Linked DNA regions of Mus musculus: all the other regions are linked to region 2. The links are chromatin contacts, called in public promoter capture Hi-C maps. All regions are on one chromosome and are shown on one strand. The core of a region is the stretch at or near the end of the contact, and the rest is flanking DNA. Distances in the headings are between cores, read along the strand shown. Region 1 holds the start of Gtdc1 (glycosyltransferase-like domain containing 1). Region 2 holds the start of Arhgap15 (Rho GTPase activating protein 15). Region 3 holds the start of Zeb2 (zinc finger E-box binding homeobox 2). Region 4 has its middle 110 kb from the start of Gm13479. Region 5 overlaps Zeb2 (zinc finger E-box binding homeobox 2).

Evidence for each region. Promoter capture Hi-C pulls out the DNA fragments that hold promoters and counts their contacts.
Region 1: a promoter capture Hi-C map of pre-B cells shows a contact between it and region 2, with 2.6 times the contacts expected there. The contact joins the promoter of Gtdc1 here to the promoter of Arhgap15 in region 2. A contact is called at or near these places in 7 of 39 promoter capture datasets (the 3T3-L1 cell line, the C10 cell line, the HPC-7 cell line and 2 more), 1 of 484 Hi-C or Micro-C datasets (pre-B cells) and 8 of 115 datasets of contacts at active chromatin or transcription factors (the 230-238 cell line, the SCID.adh cell line, T-cell acute lymphoblastic leukemia and 5 more).
Region 3: a contact with region 2 is called in a promoter capture Hi-C map of pre-B cells, with 4 times the contacts expected there. The contact joins the promoter of Zeb2 here to the promoter of Arhgap15 in region 2. A contact is called at or near these places in 6 of 39 promoter capture datasets (the C10 cell line, the HPC-7 cell line, HPC-7-derived erythroid cells and 3 more), 4 of 484 Hi-C or Micro-C datasets (the HPC-7 cell line, LSK cells, pre-B cells and 1 more), 7 of 115 datasets of contacts at active chromatin or transcription factors (the 230-238 cell line, bone marrow-derived macrophages, embryonic forebrain and 3 more) and 1 of 9 other capture datasets (liver).
Region 4: a promoter capture Hi-C map of pre-B cells shows a contact between it and region 2, with 6 times the contacts expected there. The contact joins the enhancer-like site here to the promoter of Arhgap15 in region 2. A contact is called at or near these places in 5 of 39 promoter capture datasets (the C10 cell line, cranial neural crest, pre-B cells and 1 more) and 2 of 115 datasets of contacts at active chromatin or transcription factors (the 230-238 cell line and large pre-B cells).
Region 5: a promoter capture Hi-C map of the HPC-7 cell line shows a contact between it and region 2, with 4 times the contacts expected there. The contact joins the enhancer-like site here to the promoter of Arhgap15 in region 2. A contact is called at or near these places in 4 of 39 promoter capture datasets (the HPC-7 cell line, hippocampal neurons and pre-B cells), 1 of 484 Hi-C or Micro-C datasets (the G1E-ER4 cell line) and 1 of 115 datasets of contacts at active chromatin or transcription factors (microglia).

What each region holds. Positions count from the first base shown.
Region 1 is chr2:44,925,434-44,928,948 of GRCm38.p6, forward strand. It overlaps Gtdc1 (glycosyltransferase-like domain containing 1), which reads right to left and starts at 1,803. Exons shown (of 11, transcript NM_001362987.1): 1 at 1,709-1,803.
Region 2 is chr2:43,747,111-43,750,159 of GRCm38.p6, forward strand. Arhgap15 (Rho GTPase activating protein 15) reads left to right here and starts at 1,714. Exons shown (of 14, transcript NM_153820.3): 1 at 1,714-1,789. The coding sequence starts at 1,779. The region is part of intron 1 of Gm39804 (a long non-coding RNA gene); the gene reads right to left.
Region 3 is chr2:45,111,991-45,115,372 of GRCm38.p6, forward strand. It overlaps Zeb2 (zinc finger E-box binding homeobox 2), which reads right to left and starts at 1,289. Exons shown (of 10, transcript NM_015753.4): 1 at 833-1,289. It overlaps Zeb2os (zinc finger E-box binding homeobox 2, opposite strand), which reads left to right. Exons shown (of 3, transcript NR_110572.1): 2 at 853-1,003; 3 at 1,109-2,097.
Region 4 is chr2:45,278,042-45,281,244 of GRCm38.p6, forward strand. It overlaps Vis1. Among named protein-coding and RNA genes, the nearest start is that of Gm13479, 110 kb to the right of the region's middle. Within about 2 kb of position 1,635, at least 71 of the 459 cell types and tissues checked have an H3K27ac peak or open chromatin away from gene starts, as enhancers often do. A contact at or near this core is called in the 230-238 cell line and pre-B cells, where this site is marked.
Region 5 is chr2:45,047,810-45,050,973 of GRCm38.p6, forward strand. All of the region lies in intron 2 of Zeb2 (zinc finger E-box binding homeobox 2), which reads right to left. Among named protein-coding and RNA genes, the nearest start is that of Mir5129, 26 kb to the left of the region's middle. Within about 2 kb of position 1,747, at least 88 of the 459 cell types and tissues checked have an H3K27ac peak or open chromatin away from gene starts, as enhancers often do. A contact at or near this core is called in the G1E-ER4 cell line, the HPC-7 cell line and microglia, where this site is marked.

The DNA.
Region 1 (3,515 bases), core at 553-3,052, 1.2 Mb after region 2:
CAACTATATAATAAATTTCTGACCCTAAGCTATATAAGAACCTGTTTCCTAAAAATAAAACCTGAAAATGACTAAATTCAAATTTTTAAACTAAAATAGAAAGAAATGCTTCAACTTAAGAGATAGATGTAAGAATAGTTGGCCAACTGCAAGTAATTGTATCACTTGTATCTGATTCGTCAAAATTAGAAATTATTCTTCCATGATCTGAAAGGGAGGCTAAAAAAGAAAGTCAGTGATTACTTGGCAGGTTTTAAGATACCATAATCAAGAGAGAAAGAAGCAGAGGTCAGGAAAGCATTTTACTTTCTCAGTGGGCTGGGGAGTTGGTCAAATCAGGATCAAGTTTGGTACAAGAGTGTCTATCAGAAGGGTCCATCTAGTAAATCCTTAATAAAGGCAAGTAGTTCTGTTAGTTCCTTCTAAATCTCTGGAAAATGTAAAATAGTGAAGCTGAATAACACTGCTGAGGTCCCTCACCAACAGAGAGTCCTATTAGTCTAGGATTTATAAGGTAAAACTGTCAGCATGATTTCAGAACAGAAGTAAAGACACTGTGTTGCTATAAAGTGTATTCGTAGGTATGGTTTAAGTTTGTCGGAGTATCCTGATTCAAAATGTGTTTCCCCAATCCTCAATATTAAACTGTTTCATTAAATACAGAACAAGACCCTAAGGACAACAGTGTATAATTCTTCTCAGTTGAAGCTGAGAATCTATTTCACATCAAAACCTGGAATGTACTAATGAAAATTCAGTATCTCACTGGGTATGTGGGTTCCAACATGAAACTCTTGTCACTGATAAAGCTTAAGGTAAACGGGTTAATAAGACACAATAAAATGGCTCTGTTGAGTTATACTGCCTTTTCCCCCACAGCAGTTCCTTTACCTAACCACTACAGTAAGCTTTAAAGTCAACTTCAGGGGTGCTAAGTCACGCAAGCTGGGCACAGAGGGGACGATGATCCTCAGCGTGGAGAACGATCGCCTTCAATTCACGTTTTCCATTTCCTTAACTGTGATACAGATGGGAGGGAAAATGTAAGCCCTTTCCTTTGAACTTCCCAGGGCCTCAAGGCACTAACTTTAAGAATTATTTCAAAGCTTATCCAATGAGGGGTAGTTCTACGACTGTAAAAGTTGCACGAGCCCCGCGAAGTGGGAATTGGGGTGCAGACGCTGCCTATCGCGAGATCGAGGGTTAAACTGATTTATTAATGCAACTTTGCTGTCGTTCGGTTAGTTGTAAAGACTTATTAACTCCAAGAGCCCTTCCTCGCTTTAGAAAGCCCCGTCAGGCGGGATCCTGCGGAAACATCAGGCCTATGCCGAATCCTCTAATGAGGGGCCGCGAGGTGTTGGGTCTCGCCGCCTGAGGTGGATCCCGAGTAGGAAAGCGCAGGCCAGGCCTTGCTGCGCGGGAGCCATGGCACGATGTCCCAGTGTCCGCCTGGACTCTGCCCTTCCCAAGCTCCGCGCTAGGGAAAAGCATCGCCCGGGGCCACAGCGCGGCCGGGCAGAGCAGGAGGCCGCGCGTGCGCCCGGGAAGCGCGGCCCCGGCTCCGCCCTCCTCCCCCTCCGCTCCTCGCGGCCGCCGCCCCACTGGGAACTCCGCGCGGCGCGGCCCCGCGAGGCGGGCGCCGGGAGGGAGGGGCCGCGCTCCCCGCCTCCCGCGGCCAGCGCAGCTCCCAGCCAAGGCGACTCACCTCCTCCTCCTCCTCCTCCTCTCCTCCTCCTCCTCCACGGCTCCCTCCAGGCCACCGACAGCCCAGCTGGCGACGCGCTGACGCCGAGCCCCTCCCCCGCGGCCGCCACCGAGGCCGCAGCCCCTCCCCGCTGCGGCTGCCGCGGCCTTGGGGCGCGTCAGGCGCCGGCCCCGCCCTCGCCCCGCCCCTCCCCGCCCACAAGCCTGAGGCTCCGCCCCCGGACGGCGGCCTCCACGCCTAGTCGGTGACTCAGAGGACGCGCGGTGCTGGGCGAACTCTCCACGGTGGCGCGGCTCCTCACACCTGCTCTCCGCCCACGGGCCCCGCGTACGCTTTCCAGTCAGGCCAGCGCCCCCGCCGCCCCTTCGGCTTTTCCGTACTCTCTCTCACTCCTCTGGTCGCTGCCTCCGCTCGCTCGCGCTGCGGCCTTCTCTTCCCCTGAGAGGTCTGGGGGCTGACTCACCGGCTCGCACGTTCTCAGGCAGGTGGCTAGCCGGCACCTGTAGTCCCCTTCCCTGTCCTTCCGGGCGCGCCTAAGCCTCGGGGACCCCGCAAGGCGAGTGCACACCCTCCTGCAGGTATTGGTCAGCACGCCCCGCTTTCCCCCCCCCCCCCCTCGGAATTCTTGCGGGACCTCTCCTAGCCGATGCTGGCGTTTCCTGTACTTAACTTATATGCAGCCTTTTGGCTGTCGAGACTATACGTATTACAGATGCATCTTAGAGTATTAATAATAACATATCTGCGGTCCCCACAAGAGCAGCTACAGAGCAATTAAAAGTCAGAAAGAATCCAAGAAAGTCTAAATGGTTTCTATTAAAAATAGGAATTTATCTCCCTTACATTTCTGTGAGTCTGAATTAGTGATTTCGTATTTGGGATCACGTTGTGGATTAAATGATTCATGCAAAGACAGAACATGCAACGGTAGGTCTATGCTTTTATCTGGTAACTTCATTTTTAAAGCTACAACTTGGAACAGACTGTAGTGCAGAAATGCATTAAGCATACCAAAATAACAGAGCCTGATTAGGCCTTTGGAGTTACAACCACAAGTTGCTTAAAGTTATGTGAGAAAACATTGTTATCCTTAAATTGAACAGTGAAAACGATCTTCTGTTCTAAACAAAGCCCACACTCTATGTGGACCTCCAAAGCTTAAAACCTCTGTTGACTTGAACAACAGTATCCCGAGCATTTAAAAAGCCTAATAAACCATCTGTCCATCTACTTTTACACAAATTGGGAAACACAAAAAAAGTGAATGCAGAAAGCTGAAAATGAGAATTCCAAATGGCAAATGGATCTAGTAAATCCTTTTTCACAGAATAAAATATTGGGGAAAAGCCCAAAGCCTACTATTATTCATCAATCTGGAAAAAGCCATAATTTTATACATGAATTGTATACTTAAGATCACCGGGAGTCTTTATTATTATTTTGCTGATTAAGATCTGAAGTCCAGAGAAAATGAGTTGCCTAGCCAATATGCCCAGATTTCCCAAGACCTGTCTCACATACTTGTCAGCATAGGATTTAGAGCTACAAGCATAAAGTCACTTAAGGTCCAAATTCGTTGACATTGAGGCTCTGTCTCAGTATCCGTGGTCTGTGAGTGTGAGCTTAGGTAATGCTGTCAGAAGCCATCTCACCCTAGTATGTTCAAGGATTCTTGTTATGCAACTTGCATCTCTCAGTCAGGGATCATCTGCATGATCTCAGTGACATCTGGCCCCGGCTCTGGAACCTTGGTCCAACCAAGCACATTCATCCTCAGAGGGGCCAAAGGCTGTGCCTGATTAAAAGA
Region 2 (3,049 bases), core at 464-2,963:
AGGACATTAGACAGCGAATTGAATGAGTGAGATTGGAAAGCAGTCCCCAACTCTGTGTTCCACAGAGCTCTCATCCAATTAATCTGATGAGAAGATACTGTGATCTATTTTCTCACACATTTGGAAGGAAATGACTCTGCTCCTGTGCCACGCCTGTCTGCTTTCTGCCATGTTGATAACGGACTGAACCTCTGAAACTTTAAGCAACCCCTCAGTTAAATTCTTTCTCTTGTAAGAGTTGCCTTGATCATGAAGTCGCTTCATAGCAATCAGCCAGTAAGTAAGGGCCGTTCATTTACACAACGGAATACTACTTAGCTATTAAAAGTAAGAACATCGTGAAATTTGCAGACAAAAGATGGGACTACAAAACATCCTGAGTAAGGTAACCCAGACCAAAACTGACATGCATGGTATATACTCACTTATAATTGGACATTAGCCTTAAGGATACCCATGCTACAATCCAACAGAGCCAAAGAAGTGAAATAACCAAAAGGGCCCAAGGAAGGATGCTTGAATCTCACTTAGAAGGGGAAGTAAAATAGTCACTGGGGATGGGTGGAGGAAGGGAAATGCAGGGGAGAGAGGATGGGGAATGGTGTGTAGGTTTAGGGAGAGCCGGGAGAGTGAAGAGAAATTGGCCTGGTGGGGGATGGGGTGGGGGAATGACTCTGACATGCCAGAGATCTGGCATTGGGAAGACCTCAGGCAGTCTATGAAGGTGACTGTAGCTGAGACTCCTAACAGTAGCAGATATGGAGTGGCTACCTCCTGCGTTATACGGGACTCCCAGTAGAGGGATAAGGACACCAACCCACCCTCAAAATCTTCCACCGATCTCCTTTTTGTGATACCTTGCAAATCTCAAAACCTTACTAAGCCTGGTAACTAAGGGGCAGACTTTCAGTGTAGATGCACACATGAGGGCTGATCCTGAGATCAGCTGAAGCTTGCTATCAGAGGGACAGGCGCTTGCCCAAAGGACAGCCCTTGGACAGTTTATTCTGACGTTTTCTTTATGTTAGACTAAAGGGCTGTGTGGTTTGCACAAATATTTTTCATGGCATTTCAGATCTGCTTGGGAAACTCAGAGAGAATGTGCCAGGGTGAAACTTCATGCTGTTTCATGCTATAGCAGGCATTCTGAGCAACTCTCCCTGGGCACCTGCTGGCTCTGGGATTCCTGCTCTAAAGTTCTGGTGCATCTGCACCTAACTCAAGTAGTCTCTTGTATGTCTAGCCACAAGTGTGGCAAGTACCAGTACTGGGTTAGAGCTGAGGTCTTGGTTTCCCAATAGATATGCAGTGCTTTTTTGATAGCATGAATATACATAAGATAACCCAGGCCTTACTAGAAGACAGAGAAAGAGGAACTTTCCACTCTTCTTGACAGCCAGTTCCTCCCCTGACCCAACCCAACCCAGTGGCTAAAATTTTAATCACATTTTCTCTTTTAGAATAACTTGATGCACCACATATAAATATACGACACTTGAAAACTGACTATAACATTGATAAATAATGATATTATTGACTGACTGTGCAAGGCAAACTCTAAGGGGAATAATGTGGTTAACTACATGTACCCAGGAAGTGGGTTGTTTTTTAAAGTCTCTGCTCACCCTTTGCCCCCGCCTTTTTTTTTTTTTTCTTAAGTACTGAAATTAAGCAGCAACGAACACAGGCCTCCCCTTAGGACACGTGACCTTACTCCTTTCCGTTTTGTTGTAAGAGTCAGTAAAAGGAGTTGATGGCAGTTTTAATAGCAAGTCACCATGGAGAAAAGGTATGTAACTTTACATTTGTACTGTGGGTTAACTACTTGAAAGTATTGCTGGCACAAATGCATAATCATTTCTACAGATTGGAAGGCTCTTACCTATGAGCCAAATATCAGCTTGTTTCTTTCAGTGCAGAAAGGTGTATTCTGTCTCATAACTGCAACTGTCAAATTCATACTTCCTTTATGGAAATATTATACTAGTATCTTTTCATGATTTTAGACTAAAATGTTAAAGACTGAGTATAGAAAAGTTTTAGATTGAAAGTGCTTTTAAAAGTAATTGTTCGTAAAATACATGAGACCATGTGCCCTTAACTGATAGCTACTTTAAAACTCGAATTATCAGAAATACACATAACGAGAGAAAAAAAAAAGCCACTATAAATAACAATAGGAGAGGGCCTCTTAAATTTCAGTGAGAAAAATACTCCCTCTCAGGCAATATGTAAAGAGCTATAAGAAGGTTCTCAAACATAACTGGATAAAACAGCCACTAAGAAGCAAGAAAATTGTATCACATAAAATGATAAGCTTCGTCACAACTGAGCATTTCCCCTAACATTTCTGTGTTGAACTGGATAACATCAGGCCAACTTTCTAATTCATAAAAAGACATTTATGTTGAAAACAAACGTTTCACCTGATTTCACTGGCTGTTGTTTCTGGGAAGAGGGCTCACTTGAGACATCCTTTTGTTGTTTAAGGTAACTGTATTTTTAAGTGTTCTGAAATAATAAACCTTTGAAATGAAAAGAATTTGTTCACTGCAAACCAGCAAGAGCTTTGCTTAGCCACTGACATTGTGCCAATGTCTCCGTGCATTCTAATGTAGCTAGAGATATCATCAAAATGTTGCTAATCTGAGACAAATAGCTAAACAAATATAACTGGAGAGTTTTGTAAAAATTTAATAAAAGCGCAAGATATTATCCCCTTGTCTCTCACAGTATTTTATCGTGCTGGTGGATAAGGAAGTGCACCCCACAATGCAAATATTGGGGGTTATTAAAAATGGTTACAGGATTGATAAGTGGCAACAATCTTTTTTCTTTTATTGTGCTCTATTGAAAGACATTTATACATATTTTTTGACATAGTCAGTTTTAAAGGAAATTATTCAGCAGGCTGATACACTCATGTCACGATGCATTTAAGTTCTCTTCAATTGTCCACACTGAAGCTAGCTACTTGTTGACTGTTGAAATGATTACAGAAAAATAGAGATTAAGGACATGGTATCCAATACTTTTTATTGTTAGCATG
Region 3 (3,382 bases), core at 39-2,538, 1.4 Mb after region 2:
ATGTGTATATTACTTGGTCATTTAAAATAAAATATCAAAAGTTACCCTAATTTTAACCCTATTATCCTGACAGCAGTTTTCTTCCCAGCTGTTGCGACCCCCCCTCTCCCATACACTTTGGTAAACGACTCAAGTTCCAAGAGAACTTTCACTTCTTTATTTATAATCACAGAAGTGAGGTGTTACTTCACACACACACACACACACACACACACACAAAGAATGAAATAAAGAAATGAAACTCGCTAGGCAGACAAAAACAGTCAAGTTTCTGCTTAGAAAACAGCCTTCTCCGGTGGGAAAGGTTAGACTAGTCTGCCAGATCTAAGAGAAGGACTTGCTCCCGAATTTGGTAGGTCTTTCTCGAATAAGTTTTATAATTATTAACAGGTATTTGCCAAGTTTTAATTGCTTGATATAATGAATTGAAAGTCGGTGTGAGAACAAAGCAGTAGAAACTCTCCACTTGATGAGTTTTTTACCCCAGCCATTCAGTTCTCAACAAAACTTTTCCTAGACTATGTAGCAAAAAACACCTTTGGTTACCTGAATGGACAGGTACAGGGCGAATTACTGGGGGAAGGGGAAAAAGGGAGAGGAAAGGAAAGAGAGAGTAAGGGAAGGCATGAGAAAGCAAAGAAGCCACTCTTGGGAAAAGAAAGCCTGCCACCAAAGAGCTAAAACCACCTGAAATTCCTGTCCAGAGACACCCGGCTCACTTCAGACTAACATTCCCACTCAAAATGAGAAAATTAGAGAGGGAGGGTGGGGGGCAAGAGCACCAAAAAAGGATAAAAAGAGGAGGAAAAGAAGGGGGGGGTGGGAAACCTACCTGTGAAGTCTTGTTTGTAGTTTTGGCCAGAAATGGTGAGAAGAAAAAGCATGAAGAAGCCGCGAAGTGTGGGGGAGAAAAAGGTGGAGGCGAAGAAACAGCTCCCGGAGCAAACTGAACAAAACCTCGCCAAGAGTGTCTGGAGGCAGGACCGTTATTCCTGCCGAGCAGGTTAGAACTGATCTCTTTTCGGCCACTCCAGGAAACACAAACCTGGGGACGGACTGACGTGTTACGCCTCTTCTAATGACATTTTTTTCTTTTTCTTTTCTGTAGGGGAGAGAAGAGAGACCCTGAAACACGCGCCACCTATCTTTGTGGGGAGGGATAATTGAAGCGCCCTGAGCGTGAGCATCATGTGAAAACGTGATCGCCAAGTTTCTCTCTGGGAAAGGATCTGGGATAGATTATACCTTGAAGTCTCCGCAAACGCTTTAGTGGAAGAAATGAAATTCCACCTCCCTCCCTTCCTCTCTCCCTCCCTCCCTTCTCCACGCCCCCCCCCCCCCCCCCCCCCCCCGTCAAGCAAGCCTTTGGCATCATTATCCTCATCACTAAATCCTGCAGAGTACTGGGCGGAAAACGGTGCACACCATTCACAGAACTGGAGAACTCCAAGGGGCGAAAGTTAAAGGGAAAGCTCTCGGGTCTTCCATGCAGATCTCTTGTCTTATACAGATATCTCTGGTGACTAGGTTTGAGGTGCACGTCAAGTTGTATGGATACCTCAAGCACCGTTTTTGGAACTAAATTCTTGCCCTTTCTCTTATTACATTTTTTTTTTTAAAGATGCCAGAGCTAGGGGAGGGAAATGCTACTTGTACACTGCATCTTAGGATCTCAGTGTGCAGTGTATGTGTGTATGTGTGTGTGTGTGTGGGGGGGAGATTTTCTGGATTGGATCCCTATATTAAAAGTTTGGCATTTTAATAAAGGGTCTCTAGGTTAACATAGAGCTGTACTATGCTGGCCAATCTCTGGACCCCTCTACACCTCATGCAGACCACATTACAAAGTGAGGGGACAGGGGCAGGAGGAAGAAGGAGAAAGGTCAGAGGAACTTAGGACGAAAGAAAGAAGAGGGTGACACTAAACTGTGTGGGGTCTAAGTTTTGAAGTGCATATTTTTGATATTGCAATTAAACTAAAATTAAAAAGAAAAGACTCCACCTTTGCTCTGAAGGGATTGGTTATGCAAATATGGAAGGGATTTCCTGGAGAATACAGCTTTCTACTGTATGGTTAATTAAATAATCACTCAAAAAGCTTCCAACGTGACGCTTCTGTCGTAATCCAATCAGGTTACATAGGTCCTAAACAAGAAAGATATTTTCCACATCTGGAAGTCAGCAATTTAGCAAGTACTGCACATTATTAACCAATTCAGAGCCCACTTCCCAGGGGATTTTTTTTTGAAGTTTAAGTGTTCTTAACCAATGCTCTGCTGTTTTGTTAATCAAAAAGCTGGTTTACACTGCACATAATTGGAACTAATATAGAAGTAAATAAAGACAGCCAAATTTGAGGATGCTCTGTATTTATAGGAAAAGGAAGAAACTGTTTTGCCTCAACAGTTAAGGCTTAATTTCTTAAAATACTAGGAGACCCCCCCCCATTATTTTAAATAGTGAAAGTATTTAAGAACCCGAGAGCACAGAGAGATGCCCAGTCTCACAGCCTATAGACTCCAGTATAAAGGAAAAGGTGGAGGTTTGAAGAGGGCCAAACAGCTGCCTCTTATCAGTTTTTCTGCTTTAATACTGTCAAATATGTCATAGTCCCCTGTTTTCAGTCTGAAGAGACCTGAAACAAATAATACCCTGATCCAACACTAGACTTTTACTCATATTAAGATAAACTGCTTTGAACTGTGCTTTGAATGTGTGCCTACAGCAAGACTTTGAATGCAAGAGTCACTGGCGATTGCACTCAAAGGAGGGGAAAGCCACCACAGGGGCTGCTGCCACAGCCACACTCCCAGAGCTACAGGGCTTTGTATTTTGCATGTTTATTTTTCAGTGGTGGTGGTGGGGGGAGGGTAATAGCCACCCAGCATGACCACAGCTAGATTTCATTCTAGGGTGCAAGAAAGCGGATTTTCACAGTTGGTTACACACTCTCCTCTTTCCTAATTTGAGCATTTACAATGAGAAGGATTGGATAAATTAATTTCTCCATTGCCCCTATCACAGATAGAGTACCTATAGATGATCTGTAGGTTGTTGGGATTTGCAGTCGAAAAATTATTAATAAAGAAAAGGATTTCAGCATGGGTCAAACACATCCGTGCTATATTTTACGTTTCTCATACTATCATGTAGCTGTACTAAATATATGTAAGACTTATCAAGTTTCCTCCCATAAGATTTATCACTACTGTTCATATCCTTTTTCCTTCCACCTCTTTCCTTAAAAAAAAAAAAAAAATCAGAGACCACCTTCTTCCAAAGTGTGCCGTTAAGCCTCCCTTGGAGGAATAGGGAGCCTGTTTTACGGAGTGACTATTGGCAAGCCCCTTCTGCAGGCACCCAGGTAGCTACTGGACGTCTT
Region 4 (3,203 bases), core at 385-2,884, 1.5 Mb after region 2:
GTGAACACAAAGAGTTAAAAAAACGAAGAAATCATTCACTTTGAAATATATGGTGATGTTATTATTTTTAAATAATATTTGTTAATAGGGAGGTGTGGGTATATTATGAATTAAATCAAACCACAATTGTCCCTGAACGAATTTCACAATACATTAATTGAAAATCTTTAACTTTCAATTTCCAACTTAAAATTTTTTATTGTGTTCAGAAGAATGCATTTATCTCAGTTCAATAAACAACCGTTTAGGTTTATCATGGGCTATGTACTGTGCTGGGTGCTGGGTAGCATGGTAGGGACATCCCTTCCAGGTGAAAATGGGCATGTCAGAAAATGATACCATGTCAGGGATGCTCCACTCCTCCATTAATCATCAGGTATTCAGGTTGAGGTATTTTAAAGCCTATTTCATCTGCACACTGTATGAGGTTTCTATTTTTTCCCAATGCTTATCAAATGGGAAAACTGGAGTTCTTAGAGTTTCTGTCGCCCACTCAAGGTGACAGTGTGTGGTTAAAACAACACCTTGTATTTGGATTATCAGACTCCACAGTTTGCACTGTTATTGTGAACACCGTTTTCCACTATGAAAATATTTAGAGAAATGTGAAATGGGTTGATGTACATGTGTGTCTATTTAGGCAGCATTAAGAAAACAGTTCCTACAATGTATCATTATTAAATTGCAAATTATAGTTCAATTAGGAAGAGAATAAATTAATTGGAGTTCCCCATTTTCTTGAAAAATCAAGATAGGAAGGTAAATTTACGTTGTCTAGATTTTCCAAAAATTTATGGAGGAACGTTGACTTGTCTAGGCTGACCCTAGAAAATGTTTCACATCTCCTGCTTTGAGATTTTCTTTGCATTGATGTACTTGTTTTTACAGACATAAATTTTGTCATTTAATAATCAACCTTGTTTTTATTTTTAGGAAGACTCCTGTCACTTGTCAGCAGACTTGACTTTCAGTAAACAGTTGGTGTCTATGAAAATCTAACTGTCTTGTTAAAGAGAGTGATTTCTGCATTTGGCATTTGAAAGACTATGGAGGAGGCTTGAGTGGCATTCCCACCATGTTTCCTGAGCACAGAGGACAGCTTTGCAAAGACACTGCTTGGAAGTGGACTGCGCAGGCTTCTTAGGTTTGAGTAGTCATAGTTTTAATGAATGATATCTTTGTTGTGTAGACAGATTACTGCAGCAGGTTGACAAAGAGTTCTGATGAGTTCTGAGTGTGTGTGTGTGTGTCAGAGAGAGAGAGAGAGAGAGAGAGAGAGAGAGAGAGAGAGAGAGAGAGAGAGAGAGAGAGAGAGAGAGAGATATTTTACCTCTCCTACTCTTTGAGGTCTATGAGAAGAGGGCAATACCTTCCAAAAGGTAAGAACTCATTTTAAAGAAAGACAGAGGGAGGAAGGCAGAGTGAGAGATCATCAAATGAGGAAGTGATTCCTCTAATTATCAGAAACAGGAGAGGAGAAATAATGGCTGAAGTTCACCTCCCCATGGGGGAATGAATCATCAAAATAACCGGTGGAAAACAAGCTTGTGCAACCTTGAGCAGTGTGTGTCACCGGCTGGTGGAATTTTTAGAAAGGCAGCAGTTTGGGCTCATCACTGCGGTTCCTGATTGCACACACCTGTTTGGGGCATGGATTTTGCAACCCCCCAAAAAGGGGAAACTGAACTCACTGCTCCTCCTGAGCTGTGCAAAATAGCAGAAAACCACAGCTGCTTGAGCAGTTAACAGATATCAGTAAAATACCCATGTTACATAATTAAGGATAACGTTCTTGAAGCATATGGGCTGAAGGTATTATACTCTCATTAAAACTTTAGGTAGCAAACAATTTAGCACATTCTCATCTACTTCTAGAGTTGAATTCTATAATAAATGTTTGTAATTAGGCATGCTGTTAAACAGGTTATTAAATAATACATGAAGACAATGGCTCATGAAATATAGACAGTTCTGAGGTTTATGTACAAGTGACACAGAAGCTTGGGGTGAGCCATGGGAGAGTTCTTCTCACTGACTTGGTGAGCGTACACTTCAGGTAGCTTGGGTAAGATGGGAAGAAGGTTATGTGGTTGCCTCGCTTGGCGGTAATCTTACAGAAATGCCAACTGAGAACTTCAGGTTTTTGTCTTTTCTGTTTAGATATGTAGCCATCTTCTGGGACCTGCCAGTCTTGGAGAGAGAGAAGATCCAGAATTCTATAAGCCGCAAACACACTGTATTAGAGCAGGCTGAGATCAGATGGCTGGGGAGAAATACAGATGGATGGAGTTAAGTATGGGCGAAATCAACGTTTCCAGATGCACAGGGTGGACTAAGGGTGCTGTTCTTTTTGATGAAGAGCAAGGACAAGAAGCATCTCTTGTGAATCACTAGGCAGGTGTTTGCTCTCTGGGGAAGTGACAGGAAACTCATCCCTGACCCGAGGTTACTGGGAGGAAAGAGCTTCTTTTGGTTTTGTTTCTCTGCTTGGTGTACAAGTCAGTGCCCTGTCTAGGGAAGAAGAACGCAGATGATCCTTGGATGTCCCCAAGGGAAGAATGACCACTCTATTACAGAATTAAGGTCATCTAGAGATCCTGTTTCCTATTGCACATGAATATGGAATTTGGTAACAGAATAAACATGACATTTGGAATGTTCCTAGAGCATACTTAGGGCAACTGGCAAGGCTGACATAGCTTTTACTGATCTGTCTGTTTAGTGAGTGGACAGGATGCCAGTCTGGCAGTTTGCATTGGCAATAAATCACTACTAGACATTTTATTTAAAATCTGGCACTGGCTTTGGAGAGGTGAGGGATTGTCAATTTGTTTTTATTTTGAGGCCAGGCACAATCATAACACAAACAGGCCACCTGGAAACTTTAGCACATATGTAAAAGTGTGGCCCTGGTCTGTGGCCATTGCATGCTTGGCAGGAGCAGGGAGAGGTAAATGAGAGTAAGCACTGTTGACCAGGAAGACTCTGGCAGACCTGTGCAGCCCGAGGCAGCCCTGCTGGAAACCATGCTGGATCCGAAAGTGTGATATAGGAAGGCTATCATCAGCATAATAGATGAGATAAAATTTGTTTTTCTGTTTTATCATGAGATTCTCACAGAATACATTAGGAACACACAAGCAATGCATTCCATCCGAGAGAGAGAGAGAGAGAGAGAGAGAGAGAGAGAGAGAGAGAGAGAG
Region 5 (3,164 bases), core at 497-2,996, 1.3 Mb after region 2:
AGAATATCATACAACCAGGAACCGCTTTTGATTCGCTCTGTTCCAATAACCTGAGAAAAGTTTATGGACATGCCTTGCTGCCTGGACCTCAATTTCCACCAACCTGCACACTGTTTTGAATTTATAGCACTGCAGACTCATAGTAATATAAGGAAAATTTACGGGCTGGCTATCTGCTGCTTCATTGAAAGAAAATTAAGAGTTCACGTTATAACTGCACAACTGATAGTTGTTTTCTGATGCTTTGAGGAGGAAGCACACCCTTTGGAGGTTTCAATTAAAATGCCAGAAGAGAGAAGGCAAATTGATTAAGTCTCAAAATACAACTTATATTTTTTCAAAATGTTTCCCAGGAGGGAATAAACTTTATATTCTTCTATGTAAACACTATTTGTGGAGGACATAGGTTTAATAAAAATGATGTACGACCTCTTTATTAGATTTATAATTTGCATACAGGTAGTAAATATGGAACTTGGGTAAAAATGGTTTTATTTCAACAGACACACAGACAGACACACACAGACAGACAGACAGACTATCCTCTGTATATCACTTCTGTAGTAGCAATAAGTATCAAGTGACTATAGCCAAGGAAGCCATTATTATTACTTAAGGGATATTTCAAGGGAACTTATTCACTTCCAATAAGTTACTATCTTCAGCTACATTTACAGAACCTTTAAAAGAAATCAAGTCATGCAAAAACAAACACAAGTAAAACCAAGGGAATGTCTTTTGCAAGCAACACTTAACAAAACCATGACCACATTGCTGTGAGCATACATATTACAACTCTTTTATGTAACCCAAAGTTCAAGACACTAGACAGTGCAGAGGCTGCCTCAAAAACTTCGGGATTATTCCAAGGCTGTTCTGTTTTAAAGCATTTTCTTTTCCACAGTTGGAACTGGCCGAGGATGGGGTTTGAGCCCTGACTCGTAGTTTCTTTTGCCTTTGTCAAACTGTGTCACAACCGTAAAGTTATTTTAGCAGAGTGCATTTGCCTAGGTATTTCGCCTGTAGTAGTATAAGAGAAAAGGAAACAACAGTTTAATCTGTAAGTGAAGTAATGTGCGGGTGAAGGACGGCTCCAGCCCTGGCCAGTACTGGTCTTAGTCAGAAATCAGTATGTGGGATTTTTGAGCTTAAAAAAAAATCATAAATCCCTTCTTTCATTTCAATTTTCCTCAAGCAACTGCAGTGGGAATTAGGCAGGTTTGAAAGATCTAATTTCTTTCTAGGATCAGGCCTGATTGCTTCTATCATGGTTAATACTGACTTAAATGGGGAATTTGTGCAAATTCTTCAATATGGGTCGTTTTTGATATTTAAAAAAAAAATCCTTGGCGTATATATTCAGAATTGATCAGCTAATAGATTTCGTTGGGTTACACAGCAGATTTCCCTGAGGTAACTCTGGCACTGCCTTCCTAGATCAAAAGCAACCCCTTTGGCCTTCAATCTGGCTCTCACCTGTCATCCATACAGTGGCCAGGGGTTAAGCTCCAGCATTGTACCAGTATGCAAACTAGCAGATTTCTCAATCCCGTGGGTGTCAACCAGACAGAGGCACAGGGTGCCAAGCTCTCCTTATTAACTGCTCTCTCATCTTGGGCCAGCCCAGGGATCTGAGAACTTGCTGTAGTTAGAAAGAAGTCACCTGACTGTGAAGTTCCCTCCTGTCTATTTTCAATCACTATGGTCACAGTCACCATGAGTCAGGGTTCCTCATAGCAGCCCTGGCCAGTACAGCTTCCCCATAGAAGAAGTGCAGGGACCTCTCTCAGGGAAATCACGTGGAGGATACACACTATCATTCCCTGAAGATTGTCTCATTTTTGGAATCTCATGTGTGTCTTAAAAAAAAAAAAAGAACTCATTTTCTGTGTTTGAGCCCATTATGAATGTATACTAAGAACTGTATGTGTGCATTAATCTCCTGAGACTGAGAACAGATCACATTTCTTTTTCTCTCTGTCTCCAGAACAATCCTTACAAAAGGCACAAACTATTGTAAATAAGTAAACAAAGATGAAAAAATAAATGTAACTACCTTTCCGTCAAATTAGCTGATGTTGTAACCTGGACATAATCCCTGATTCCGTTCCCTCTTCTGCTTCTGAGGCATAAATTCAAGTCAAAACAGGATGTCTAACTTCTTCGTAGAGGACTGTGGTGTAGGAATGCCATCTTCTTACTCATTTGATTTTACAGAAACAGCTTTTCAGGAAGGGAAGAGGAAAGGAGGAGAGAAGGAAGGCCAAGTCAAACTGACCCCACTGCAGTCGAAAGAGAAGGAAGTTGGGCTTAAGGACTGGCATATGGGCAGCAACTTGCTCAAGGGCTCAACGTGTGTCAGTGGGACAAGTTGTATGGTTGCTTCAGGACCTGTGTTTATCTAGCTTGAAGAATTTAAAACCTTTAATGTCTTGGTGGTCTGTCGTTGTCTGTTTGGGTTGAAGTGATGGCTCAGCAGTTAAGACCACTTGTGGCTATGGCAGAGGACTTGGGTTTGGTTTCCAGCATCTACTTGGTGGCTGACAACCATTGTTCCAGGGGCTCTGATGCCCTCTTCTGAACTCTACCATGTAGTCCACATACATACATGGAAGTAAAACATTCATACACTCATACACATACAATAAGAACAAATAAATCTGAAAAAAAATGTTTTAAAACTCAAAGTTATGTGACTACCTTCCACCATATTCAGTCTCATCTCTCAATTTATCTGAACATAGAATCCAAATGGATTCTACAGAGGTATAGACATCAGGATGCTAAGCAACTTACCTAAGTTTTCCTTTTGCTTATTTTTTCCTGTTTCAGTTAATAGTTCCTTCAGGATTTAGATATTTATTTTTAAATTCCCCTCTCCCCCCCCCTTTTTTTTTGGTTGAGGATATTGCTCAACAGAGCTGGACAAGGCCTGGCCTTGCCTCCAGCATGAAGAAAACCATGTTTCCTTGTTTGGGATAATGCCGTTGAAGTACTAATAGATTAGCTTGGAGATTAAGCGTACAACATGACATACTATGGAGACTCGGTGCTATGCTATGTACAAACTTGAAGCTGATTCCATATTTTCCATATTTATGATTTATTTATTTTTTACCAGCAAAATTGTCTTATTTTGTATATTTATAATGGAAACATATACT